2 separate regions of the Sus scrofa genome follow, and region 1 is linked to region 2. Evidence: chromatin contacts called from public HiChIP or PLAC-seq data. All regions are on one chromosome and are shown on one strand. The core of a region is the stretch at or near the end of the contact, and the rest is flanking DNA. Distances in the headings are between cores, read along the strand shown. Region 1 holds the start of AK3 (GTP:AMP phosphotransferase AK3, mitochondrial). Region 2 overlaps JAK2 (Janus kinase 2).

Evidence for each region. HiChIP or PLAC-seq counts read pairs in DNA pulled down with a chosen protein or histone mark.
Region 1: a contact with region 2 is called in an H3K27ac HiChIP or PLAC-seq map of alveolar macrophages. The contact joins the promoter of AK3 here to the enhancer-like site in region 2. A contact is called at or near these places in 14 of 47 Hi-C or Micro-C datasets (alveolar macrophages, blood, embryonic fibroblasts and 9 more) and 2 of 2 datasets of contacts at active chromatin or transcription factors (alveolar macrophages and skeletal muscle).

Annotation. Positions count from the first base shown.
Region 1 is chr1:217,233,201-217,239,228 of Sscrofa11.1, reverse strand. AK3 (GTP:AMP phosphotransferase AK3, mitochondrial) reads right to left here and starts at 2,668. Exons shown (of 5, transcript XM_021064132.1): 1 at 2,647-2,668. LOC106509181 (a long non-coding RNA gene) reads left to right here and starts at 2,208. Exons shown (of 4, transcript XR_001306485.2): 1 at 2,208-2,505; 2 at 4,063-4,178.
Region 2 is chr1:216,979,767-216,985,658 of Sscrofa11.1, reverse strand. The region is part of intron 2 of JAK2 (Janus kinase 2); the gene reads left to right. Among named protein-coding and RNA genes, the nearest start is that of JAK2, 19 kb to the left of the region's middle. Within about 2 kb of position 1,393, at least 3 of the 83 cell types and tissues checked have an H3K27ac peak or open chromatin away from gene starts, as enhancers often do. A contact at or near this core is called in alveolar macrophages, where this site is marked.

The DNA of each region.
Region 1 (6,028 bases), core at 1,419-3,918, 250 kb before region 2:
AAAACATACTAAAGTGAAAACACACTGGTGCAGAATACATATTTAATAGGATTACATATTGCATAAAATAAGGGATATACATATAGGTAAAGATTTCTAAAAGGAAACACAAGGCTGTTCCCTCCTTGAAGAGTGGGACTGAGGCAAACAATTAGGGAGGGCTTTACTTTTACGTACTTCAATCCTAGTTCCAATCCTTTTTTACCTTGTGCAAGAGATTAGCTCTAATTTTTTTTCTTTTTTTTTTTTTTTTTTTGTCTTTTGTCTTTTTTTGTCTTTTGTTGTTGTTGTTGTTGTTGTTGTTGCTATTTCTTGGGCCGCTCCCGCGGCATATGGAGGTTCCCAGGCTAGGGGTTGAATCGGAGCTGTAGCCACCGGCCTACGCCAGAGGCACAGCAACGCAGGATCCGAGCCGCATCTGCAACCTACACCACAGCTCACGGCAACGGCAACGCCGGATCGTTAACCCACTGAGCAAGGGCAGGGATCGAACCCGCAACCTCATGGTTCCTAGTCGGATTCGTTAACCACTGCGCCACGATGGGAACTCCTAATTTTTTTTTTCATTTTGATGCAAAATAAATTTTATTTTCATTTTAATGAACCGCAGTGAATTATAAGCTTTTTATTTTTTATAGTTGATTTACAATGTTCTGTCAATTTCTGCTGTACAGCAGTGTCTAATTTTTAAAAGGAGCTTCAAAATGACTTTGTTTTGAAAAATAAAGGTCAACACTTTTGAGATAAAAATAAAACACCCTGCTGCTGACTTTTTGAAAGCAGTTTTTTAAATATATAACTTACATCAGATAAAATCCACCCATTGGAAAGTGTACAGTTTGTTGACTAGATTTTGTGCTGAGTTATAATAATTTATTTGGCATAAGAAACAAAAGAATCTTTCAGATAACCACGCACAGGAATAGCTTTCTATTCTAAGGAACAGCTTTCATGTCTAAGAAATCTCTGGGGCTATCAATGATCTAAGCCAATTTTGTACATCGGCTAGGGTAAATAATACTGGGCCTTCAGATTGTTCGGGGAAAGTCAGAATCAGAAAATCCCATAGCGTTTAACAAACAAAAAAAAGTAATAAAAGAAAGCGCTAACAGTCAGTTCTCCAAGCCCGAGTGCACGAGAGGAAGAAACCACACACATCTGGAGAGACCCTTAGGAGCAGCCGCGACTGTGGCTGCACATACCCCTGAAAGCCACGTGGTTTCTTTTAATCTTTGAACTTCAAACGCGTCCTACCTTTCTAGTTCCGCCCCTCAATAACCCGCCTGAAGCTGTCCGTAGAGACCAAAGGTTCGGGGAGCAGTCGCTCAGAAGCGGGAGGTCTCCCTACTGGGCGGCAATTGGAAGATGCTGCGCCCATACCCCAGACCCCCATACCCCAGACCCACATTCCCGGGACCCACTTCTCCGCCCCTGTCCCTCCACCCACAAATCCCACCCAGGCGACCGTGAACCGCTGCCCTTCCCGCCCCGGCTCCCACCTGTGCCCCGAAGCATATTGTCTCGGAGCAGGTCCCCACTGGAGAGGTGCTTCAGCTCGAAGTGTTTGGTGATGCGCGAGGACACAGTGCCCTTGCCGGAGCCGGGCGCCCCCATGATCGCTGCGCGCAGTAACCGCGCAGACGCCCCCATGGCCGCAGAGAGAGGCCTGGGCTGCGCGAACGATGGGGATTCGGCCTGGCTACGCTCTCACCCGCTCGGTGGTCCGCGGCTGAGCAGCTGGCAGCGCTGCGAGCTGGCGTCGGCCTCAGCTCTCAGGCGAGCCCGGAAGTGAGGCGATAGGCAACCGAGCAGCCCCGCCCGCCTGCCCCCAGCGACTCGGGGCACCCCCTCCCCCTCGCCCGGCCCAGCCCCGCCCGCGCAAGTCGAGCGCAAGCCTCGCCCCCTCCGCGCTTCCTGTGAGACCTCTGTGGGCTCCTTCGCCGACCCGCGCGACCCACGTCCCTTAGCGCCTCCTCCCCACTCGCCGGCTTCCCTCTGCACCTCTTTTGCGCCTCCAGGCACCCCCCCCCCCGGCCCCTGAATACCCCCTACTTCCCTCAGGTCCTCACCTCGCACCTGTCAGTGCCTTGCCCTGTCCTGCCCAGTCCCAGCCGGGGAGACCTCGTCCGGTTCCTCGCACACTTGGCCACTCCTCCCGCGTCCCCTTCTGAACCCTGGGCCCCGCTCTGCGCCCCTTGGTTACTGGATATCATCCTTACCTGCCCCCCGCCTGACACCCTTGACGCACCTTTCACGCCGTGCCCAGTGCTGCCGAGTCCCAGAGAGAGGGTCTACCGTGCCGCCCGTCAGGTGCCCTTCCCAACTCCAGCCCCCTCCCCCGCGCGACCCCTACTTGCGGCCCCCTCGCCACCACTGCCCCTGGGTTCTCAGAGTCATCAAACGCTCCCCTTCTCCCCGCCCCCAGCCTGCAGATTTCTCCCTTCCCTTCTCTTCCTCAGTTGCCCTGCGACTCTTCTCCCTGGCTTTCTCGAGCTAATTTTTAAGGTACGTTTATCATAGTGGGTAGAATCACAGTGGGTGACAATGAGCCGATAGGGCCTTCCTCTTCATTTCCCACGAGAGGAATCTAAGTTGAAATTGAGTGAGGTGCTCCATGTCATAGGTCTATTGAGGGGTGTCTCTTACCTCCTAGGACCACACTTTGGGATTCAAAAGTAGTTGTTGCTTGCACTCAGCTGAGCTTGAAAGTATTGGCTCTTCCACAGGCTCCATTTTTTGCCTGTGGCAATACACTGATTACATAAATATTTTTTCAGTAAAATGTCTGCTCCTTAGAATTGAAAGTTTAGTGGTTGAGGCAGATCGTAACAAGGAAACAGAAATATTTGAAGGATAATTTGAGCTCATACTCCGAACAAAACAAAACAATGTGTGGAGATGGTCAGTAAAGCTTTGAAGAAATGGCATTTGCTCTCAGCACTAAATGGGAAGGTGGAGGGAAAGAGACAAAGGCAAGGGGAAAAAACCCTAGAGATGGAATATTTGGTGTGTTCCAGGAAGAGAAACACAAGGCAAAAAAATTGAACCTATTTCCTCTGTAAAATGGGCATGGAAGTTGTTAAAACTGTGTAAAGTACAATGCCAGCTGCAGGGTAGTGTTCAATATTACGTTAAAGTTACCCATCATTGCTATCATTTCTCTGTGTCAGGACATTATACTAAGGCAGAGAGAAGGCTCTGTGAAAAATAAACAAGTGCCACCTTCCTCAGAAGTTACCAAACGTGTGGCCCCAAACTGCTTTTCAATTTAAAAGATAGAAATTATTTCAGAGAGAGGTGGTAAGGGAAAGTGTGCTCCCCAGTGAACCTGAGCTTGGTGAATGGGTGGGGGGATTTAATAGGTAGACAGTGCTGTAGTTGGAAAGATATTTAGTAGCTCGTACATATTTTATTACTAGGAGAGAATGAAGATGAATTAACATTCAACTCATGTAATTAGAAAAAAAAGATTAAAAAAAATAATAACCCATGGAAAACAGGAAGGGATTAAGCAAAGAAAAAGAACATAAATGAAAGTACCAGAAAACTTAAGGAACAGAACTAACAAAAGAATGAAAAAGTCTGGACAAGTAGAAGTTACGAAACACCGGAGAACCTGAAGGTGTGTAGAGAGTCCTAATTTCCAAAGCCAGGAACATTTGAGGGTTTGGCTGCAAAGAGATCTGAAAGAAAATCCTGGGAGATATTTAGCTTAGAAAGAAAACAAACAACTGAGAAATCATTCTGTCATAGGGGAGGAAAAGCTGAGTGTTGTGGTCATATCACCAGGCCCCACAGAGCTGCAGCTTTGCTAAAGTTTGTTGATTATGACCGAGAAATGAATAAGTAACTGCCAGACTGAGAAATCTCTTGGCAACTGAGCTTAGCGCAGTCATTTGGCTGTGCACACACATTCGTTTGGGCTGGTTCTTCCCCCTTCAACTTGCCCTAGTGGTAAACACACTGAGCTCAAACTAAACATTAATACATTGGGAAGGGTGAATCAAAAAGAGATTTATGAAGTGCTCATATGTTGGGGCTTGCCCTCTAACACTCCTGCAGAGGCCCGGATCTGAAGAAGTCTGAGAGAAGACCATGGGGAGAGAGGCCCAGCGGTCCCATTTGGTCCAGCCATTCCAGCTGAGCTGTCAGTTGTAGCCATGGGAGCGAATCCAGGGGTAGGTGGATTAGAGAGTGGAGAAAGAATTTCTCCCTGAGCTGCACTAGAAAAACAGAACTGTCATTAACTGAGATTGGAAAGACTATAGGAGAAACAGGTTTGGGGAGAACATTAGCATTGTTTTGGGTAAGTTAAATTGAAGATGCCTTTGGGACATCCAGAGGAGCTGATAAGGAAGCAGTTAAATGTACAATTTTTTTTTTTTTTTTCTTTTTAGGGCCACACTTGCGGCATATAGAAGTTCCCAGGCTAGGGGTCAAATTGGAGTTGCAGCTGCCGGTTTACACCACAACCACAGCAATGCTGGATCCAAGTGGTGGCATCTGTAACCCATGCCACAGCTCATGGAAATGCCAGACCCTTAACCCATTAACTGAGGCATGGGATTGAACCCGAGTCCTAATGGATAGTAGTCAGGTTGGTTATTGCTGAACCACAGTGGGAACTCCAGATGTACAAATTTTGAGTACATAGTAGAGATCCTGGCTGAAGATATAAAATTTGGGAGTTGTTGATAAATTTAAATTAATGAGATAGTACAAAGTCACTTCGGGAGTGAGTTTAGATGAGACGAGAAGAGGTCTGAAATCTGAGTTCAGGGGTTCACCAGCATTAAGACAATGAGGAGGAAACACTGAAAGAGCCCAAAGAGGAGAGGCAAGTTAGGAAAAGAACAGGTGAATGTGGTATTTTGCAAGTTGATGTTTCAAGAAAGTGGGAGTGATTAAATGAATCAAGTTCTGCTGATAGGACTGAGAACTGATTACAACTATTTCTATTTTTTTTAATCATTTTTTGGGAGTTCCCTTCGTGGCTCAGCAGTTAACCAACCTAACTAGGATCTATGAGGATGTGGGTCTGATCCCAGGCCTCACTCAGTGGGTTAAGGATCTAGTGTTGCCATGAGCTGTGGTGTAGTTTGCAGACGTGGCTCAGATCCTGAGTTGCTGTGGCTGTGGCGTAGGCTGGCAGCTGTAGTTCTGATTCGACCTCTAGTCTGGGAACTTCCATATGCCGCAAGTGTGGCCCTCAAAAAAAAAAAAAGTCATTTTTCATTTACAGTATATAGATGAAAAAATAAGATAGTTTTGCCACAAATACCATAGTGATTCAGCAACTGAATTAGTAATTTCAAAAAATGTTAGATGAAATACTGAATACTTACTCTGAGAGGGAACTTCTGAGAGCAGAATTCAAACTCTCCAGAAAAAGGATATCAGGGGAAAAAGAAAGAGAAGATCTAGACGAAACTGGGGAAACAGAACAGAGGAGGCAGAAGTCAGAAAATACAAACAAGACAATATTTTTTAACACTGCAAAAGCAACAGAAGGGGAAGCCTTAGAGCTGAGACAATTTTATTATATGTTTATTTGAAAGGATAAATAAGCAAAAATATATGGAAAAGCCCTGAAAAAGAAGAAAATGAAGAGAGTCTAATCCTACTAAAGTTCTTAAAATATTATGAGACCTGTATAACAAGAGGGTGGTATTAGGACATGAATACATAAGTCAATAAAACAGAACAGAAAATCCCAAAATCAATCTAACTGCATCTGGAAGTGATAAAGGTGGCATCTGTAGTTTCCAGTGTGGCACAATAGGATTGGCAGTGTCTTGGGAGTACTGGGAAGAAGGTTCAGTCCCTGGCTTGGCACAATGGGTTAAGGATCCGGTGTTTCCACAGCTGTGGCTTGGGTCAAGACTGAGGCTCAGATCTGATCCCTGGCCTGGGAATTCCATATGCTGCAGGGTGGCCAAAAATGAAAAGAAAAAAAAAAAAAAAAGGTGACATCTCACATCATGGAGAAAAAAGACCTTCATAAATAGTGTGGGATAAATGATTAGAT
Region 2 (5,892 bases), core at 144-2,643:
CATGTATATATATTCCTCATTCTTGGCTTGTTAATCCCTAAGGGCTTTAATTTGATTTTTTATCTGATGCATTTTAATATTTGAAGAATTATTTCAGAAGAATGTCTAAAATAGTATTCTAATGGGAGTTCCCATTGTGGCTCAGCGGAAGCGAATCTGACTAGCATCCGTGAGGAAAGGGTTCGATCCCTGGCCCTGCTCAGTGGGTTAAGGATCTAGTATTGCCGTGAGCTCTGGTGTAGGTCGCACACGAGGCTTGGATCCTGCATGCTTGTATAGCTCCCATTCATTCAATCCCTACCCTGGGAACCTCCATATGCTGAGGGTGCAGCCTTAAAATGACAAATAAATAAATAAAAATAAATAAATAAAGCAAAATAGTATTCTTCTGAAATTTTAGATTTTTTTTGAATGTCAATAGCAAAAGATAGTGTTTATTTTCTATAGGCAAACTTACAATTTCTTAAAATTAAAAGAAACTTAAAAAATTTCTTGATAGTATAAGCTTGAAATATGATAGTTTTGAAATGAAATCTTAAGCCTCCCCCACCCCCATGCACTACACTTTCAGAGATTTATTCAAAGCACTTTACCGCATCTTTATTCACACCATTTTCTATGTATGTTAGATGTTTTAAATACACCTTTTCTTATATAGCCATCATGAAGCATGATTCTGAGGAATAGCTCAAAATCCGTTCTTAGGAGTAAAAATAGGGTAAGGGGATACATTTGCAGAAGAATTTACATTTTCTCTCCTTTCTCTTCCTTCATCCACGGCATCAGGTTTCCTGGAAGGTCTTTTAAATTGTTGCCTGCCTTGTATATACTTCTGTGACTGCCCCAGGGTAAAATGTGGTTTGATGTCATTGTCCCTTAACTGTTCTCAACCTCTTCTTTTCTAAAGCCTCAAAGAATCCCATGCTTCTTAGATAAAAGAATCATGATACTGTTTTTTTTCCATGATATTGTTTTGAAGTACATATATTTGCATGTATTTTATACACTGTTTTAAGATGGAATAGTAGAGTAGTATACAAGCATTGAACAGTACCTCTTTAAACAGAAAGACCAAGTGAATAAAAGTGATCATCTAAAAATTACATTCATAAATCAAAGGGACAAAAAGGTTTGCTAGTCCTTCTTGTGATTGACTTAATAAATTGCTTCATAAATTTTAATGCATTTCTGGATGTTTCCATATAGTGACAAATTCAAATACAGTTTTAAATGAGTGGAGGTCATCCATTCATTCTCCTTTGAGCCATTTTAACTCAAGAATGTGTATTGCAAAAACCTTTCCTCTTTCACTAACGAAAGATTGATTCATTCAGTCGTTGCTCACTTAGTCCTTTCCTCACTCAGTCAAAGGGTTACTCAGTCACTCAGTCACTCACTCCTTTGGTTAGCTGATTATTCTTTTACCTGGTCACTCAGTTACTCACAACTTTACTTATTCATCCTGTTACTCAGTCAGTTGGTCAGTCAGTCACACGAGTCAGTCAGTGGGTTAGTTGGTCACTCACTCAGGTGGTCAGCCCTTCACCCACCTATACACTCAACATATCATTAGGTGTTTAAGCAATCATCCATTAAATAAGTAATGCAGTCAGTCATTCAGTAGATCTTATTTAATGTCCATTTTGTGCTATCCACAGCATATGATGTTAGAATAAGTCAGTGTACATCATTTTTGGCTTCATAGTATTCTGTTGGCTAAATATACCATAGTTAATTGATCAGATCCTTTAGTGTCATTAAAAATTCTATTCGTTATTATTATGAGTGTTTCATAGAATTCTTAGATATGCATCTTACTGCTCCTGTCATTTTTAAATGGACAGATTTTTAGATATTGTTTTTATAATATCCTTGCCAACACTGGGTTTTGCAAATCTTTTTAATCTCTGCCACTCTGATAGGGAAGAAACAGTATCATTATTATTTAATTTTCTTTGATTATTAATACTATGTTTTCATTTTAGGGAAGGTTTGCATTTCTTTTGTGAAATGACTTCATCTTCTGTGTTCATTTTCTTATTGATTTGTAACAGTTTCTGGTATAAATACATTAAGCCTTTGTAGCATATGTTTTTCTCTCAAATAAAAAAATCTTGGAGTTCCTATAGTGGCTCAGTGGATTAAGGACTGACATTTTCTCTGTGAGGATGTGGGTTTGATCCCTAGTAACAGTTAAACCAATTTTGAAGTATTTTTTAGACTTTGTTATGTTTTTAAGGGTTTTCTTTTTTTTTAATTTTCAGGCTAATGTTTCATTGTGGTCAGTTTTTATAAATATTCCATATGTGCTCAAAAATAAATTTTAGGTGAAGGGTTGTAATATATTCATCATTTTTTAGTGGATTGTTTGTCTTTTATCAGTTTGTGGAGCTCTTTGTATATTAAAGATATTGTTTGAAAAATGAATTGCAAATATTTTCTGTAAGTATTTGTCTTTTGGTTTTGTTTATGTTGCCTTTTCTCTAGAGAAATTGAAAATTTAATATAATGGATCTTTTTCTTTATTGTAGAGGTGGAAAACCTCAATGACTTCAGTGTCATTAATGAGTATAAAGAGGCTTGTTATATTAAGGTAGTAGGGAGAAGTGGAAACCATGGGGAAACTGGAGAGTGCTTGTCCTTACTGAGGCATTGAAATTCAAGTGGGAATAAAAAAACACTTTATTAGCCAAAGAAAATATGGACTCAGACAGCCAATTTGTGTGACTTTTGTTATATGGATTCTGAATTTCCCATTTTGTGTAAGAAAGTTTTTCCATTCCAGATAGGAGTCCTCTCAAAGATTCTTCCAGTATTTTTAATGCTTTATTTTTTATATTAAACATTTAATTCATAGGTAATCTGTTTTTTTATATATAAAGTATATTAGTTTAGCATGTTTTCTCCAGTTATATGTTTTTTGCAGTTATGCCAGTGCCTTCTGGAAACAAATATCTTTTTTCTCCCCTACAGAAATGTCATCATTATCATACTAAGTTCTCATATATACTTGGATTTATTTCTGAATGCTGTTTTGTTTCACTGATTTAAGTGTATACCAATGTTATTTTGGCAACATTGTTTTATAGTAAGTTTTATTATCTGATGGGGTAAATTTCTTCCTGTTATTTATTTATTTATTTTTAGAGGTGTGTCTGTGGCATATAAGTGTCCAGGCTAGGATTTTAATCAGAGCTGCAGCTGCAGGCCTACACCACAGCCTGGCAACACCAGATCTGAGCTGTGTCTGTGACCTACACCACAGCTTATGGCAATGCCAGATTCTTAACCCATTGAGTGAGGCCAGGGATGGAACCTATATCCTCATGGAGACTATTCAGGTTCTTATTCCACTGAGCTACAATGGGAACTCCCTCCTCCTGTTATTTTTCTGACAAATGTATTAAGAGTTCTGATAAATTAGAAAGACAGATACCTCAAAGGACAAATAAGAAAAAGATACAAACAACTCATAAATATGCATGGACAACAAATATAATCATCCTTACTATTAAAAAGGAAAATTCAATTAAAATAAGAACTAGGAGTTCCTGCTGTGGCACAGTGGGTTAAGAATCTGACTTCAGGGGCTTGGGTTGCTACGGAGATGCAGGTTTGATCCCTGGGCTAAAGGTTCTGGTGTTGTCAGAGCTGTAGGGTAGTTTGCACCTGTGCCTCAGATTTGATCCCTGGCCTGGGAGTTCCCATATGATGAGGATGCCACAATTAAAAACAAAAAAGAACTAACTTTGTTCCTCCCTTTCTTTCCTTCCTTTCCTTTCCTTTCCCCTCTCTCCCTCCCTCACCTCCTTTCCTTTGCTCTTTCTGTCTTTCCACAGTAAGATATTTCTACTTGTAATTTGAATTACAAGCTATGCAAAAAAAAAAAAAAATCCCATTCATAATAATAAGAACTTTTAAGTGCTTATCAAATGCATTCAAACAATTTGGCAGGATCTATATATTTTAAAAAAAAATTTCTCTTGCATTTAATCTTATTTATAGGACATAACATTTTGTATATAATGAGATTCTTGTATTATCCTAGACACCATTCCTCTTCATTAATCCAAAGAAGAGGTTCTTTTGTACTATTACAGGGTTTATAAGCGTATTTTAGATCAAGAAAGTCTGTGAATGCACAAGTAAAGAAAGGTCAGCAAATAGCCAACTCCTTTCTGTGTACCATCTTTTGATTTAATGTATTACCTTCACAGAGGATCTTTTTCTTTAAAAAACACTTTATAGTTTTGAACAGTGAACGTTTCCCTTCCACAATCAAGATCCTTTAGGGTTTTTTTTTTGTCTTTTTAGGGCCATACCTGCGACACATGAAGGTTCCCAGGCTAGGCGTCCACTTGGAGCTGTTGCTGCTGGCCTACGCCAGAGCCACAGCAATGCCAGATCCGAGCCTCTTCTGCGACCTACACCACAGCTGATGGCAACGCCAGATCCTTAACCCACTGAGCAAGGCCAGGGATCGAACTGGCAACCCCATGGTTCCTAGTGGGATTTGTTTCCGCTGCACCATGACAGGAACTCCTAGTTTTAAAGCATTAAAAACTCTTCTGAAAAAAATTTAGCCTGTGGCTTTAGAGTAAATGTATTTACACAATTGCCAGTTATTTTTACCAGCAAAAGTGGGTTTATTTGGGAATAGCTAGAGGAATTGCAACTCAGGATCTGCAACCTGTGGTGGACCATAGGCAAATCCAGAGAATAGGGAATGAGAACTTGCTTTTATAAAGAAAACTGGAAAGTTTGTAGGGGGTGTGATAACCAAGGAGTCAAGTGGAGGAAACTGGGAGTGCTAAATTTGCAAGCTTGTCATTGGGCTGCTACAATCTGATTGGCCTGGCTGTTATGGGGCAGAGAGAAGTTTCTTGTTCCTGCTGGATAGTAAAATAGAGACATCTTCCTGTCAGAGATGTAGGCGTATGTCTCTTCCTATTTGGAGCACTGATGATGCATGGTAGGGCCTGAGAGTTTCCCCTCAGGACTGTCCCTACTCCAGTTTTAGCTGAGATTTCTTTAGTTATTGCACACTTGTAATATAGTCTATGCCATTTCTGACAATGAAAAATTTTTGTTGGCTATACCCACAGCATGTGGAAGTTCCCAGGCAAGTATTGAACCTGTGCCATAGCAGCATCCCAAGCCACTGAGGTAACAATACCAGATCCTTAACCTGCTGTGCCACCAGGGGACTCGCTGGCAGTGAAATTTTTAATGTTTTTATTCAAATAATGTGAGCAGTGTAATGGACTGTATGATGTGAATGTAAGAGGAAAACATTTAAAAATCCACCTCTTAAAATTTTTTTTATCTAAAAATTTTCCTAAAATATATCTACAACATATTTTTCTTACGCTGTGTGAGGCAGACATTGCATTTTTGATAGGAGAGAAATGCTCAAAATCTCTTTAATGACCATGTAAAATACTTGGAATAAAAAGAAAACTTATATGTTCATTCAGTTTATGTAATTAAAATTAATATAACTCAGTTTCTGAGCAGAAAGAAACTAAAGAATAAGTTGTGGACGAATTAGCCAGTAGAGCGGAGACCATATCATCTCCTTTTGTCCTTTTTTTTTTTTTTTTTGGTCTTTTTGCCTTTTCTTGAGCCGCTTCCGCGGCATATGAAGGTTCCCAGGCTTGGGGTCGAATTAGAGCTGTAGCCACCAGCCTGCGCCAGAGCCACAGCAACGCGGGATCTGAGCCACGCCTGCAACCTATACCACAGCTCACGGCAATGCCAGATCCTTAACCCACTGAGCAAGGCCAGGGATCGAACCTGCAACCTCATGGTTCCTAGTTGGATTCATTAACAACTGCGCCATGATGGGATCTCCCTCCTTTTGTCCTCTTTAAATAATAGCATAATTATAGA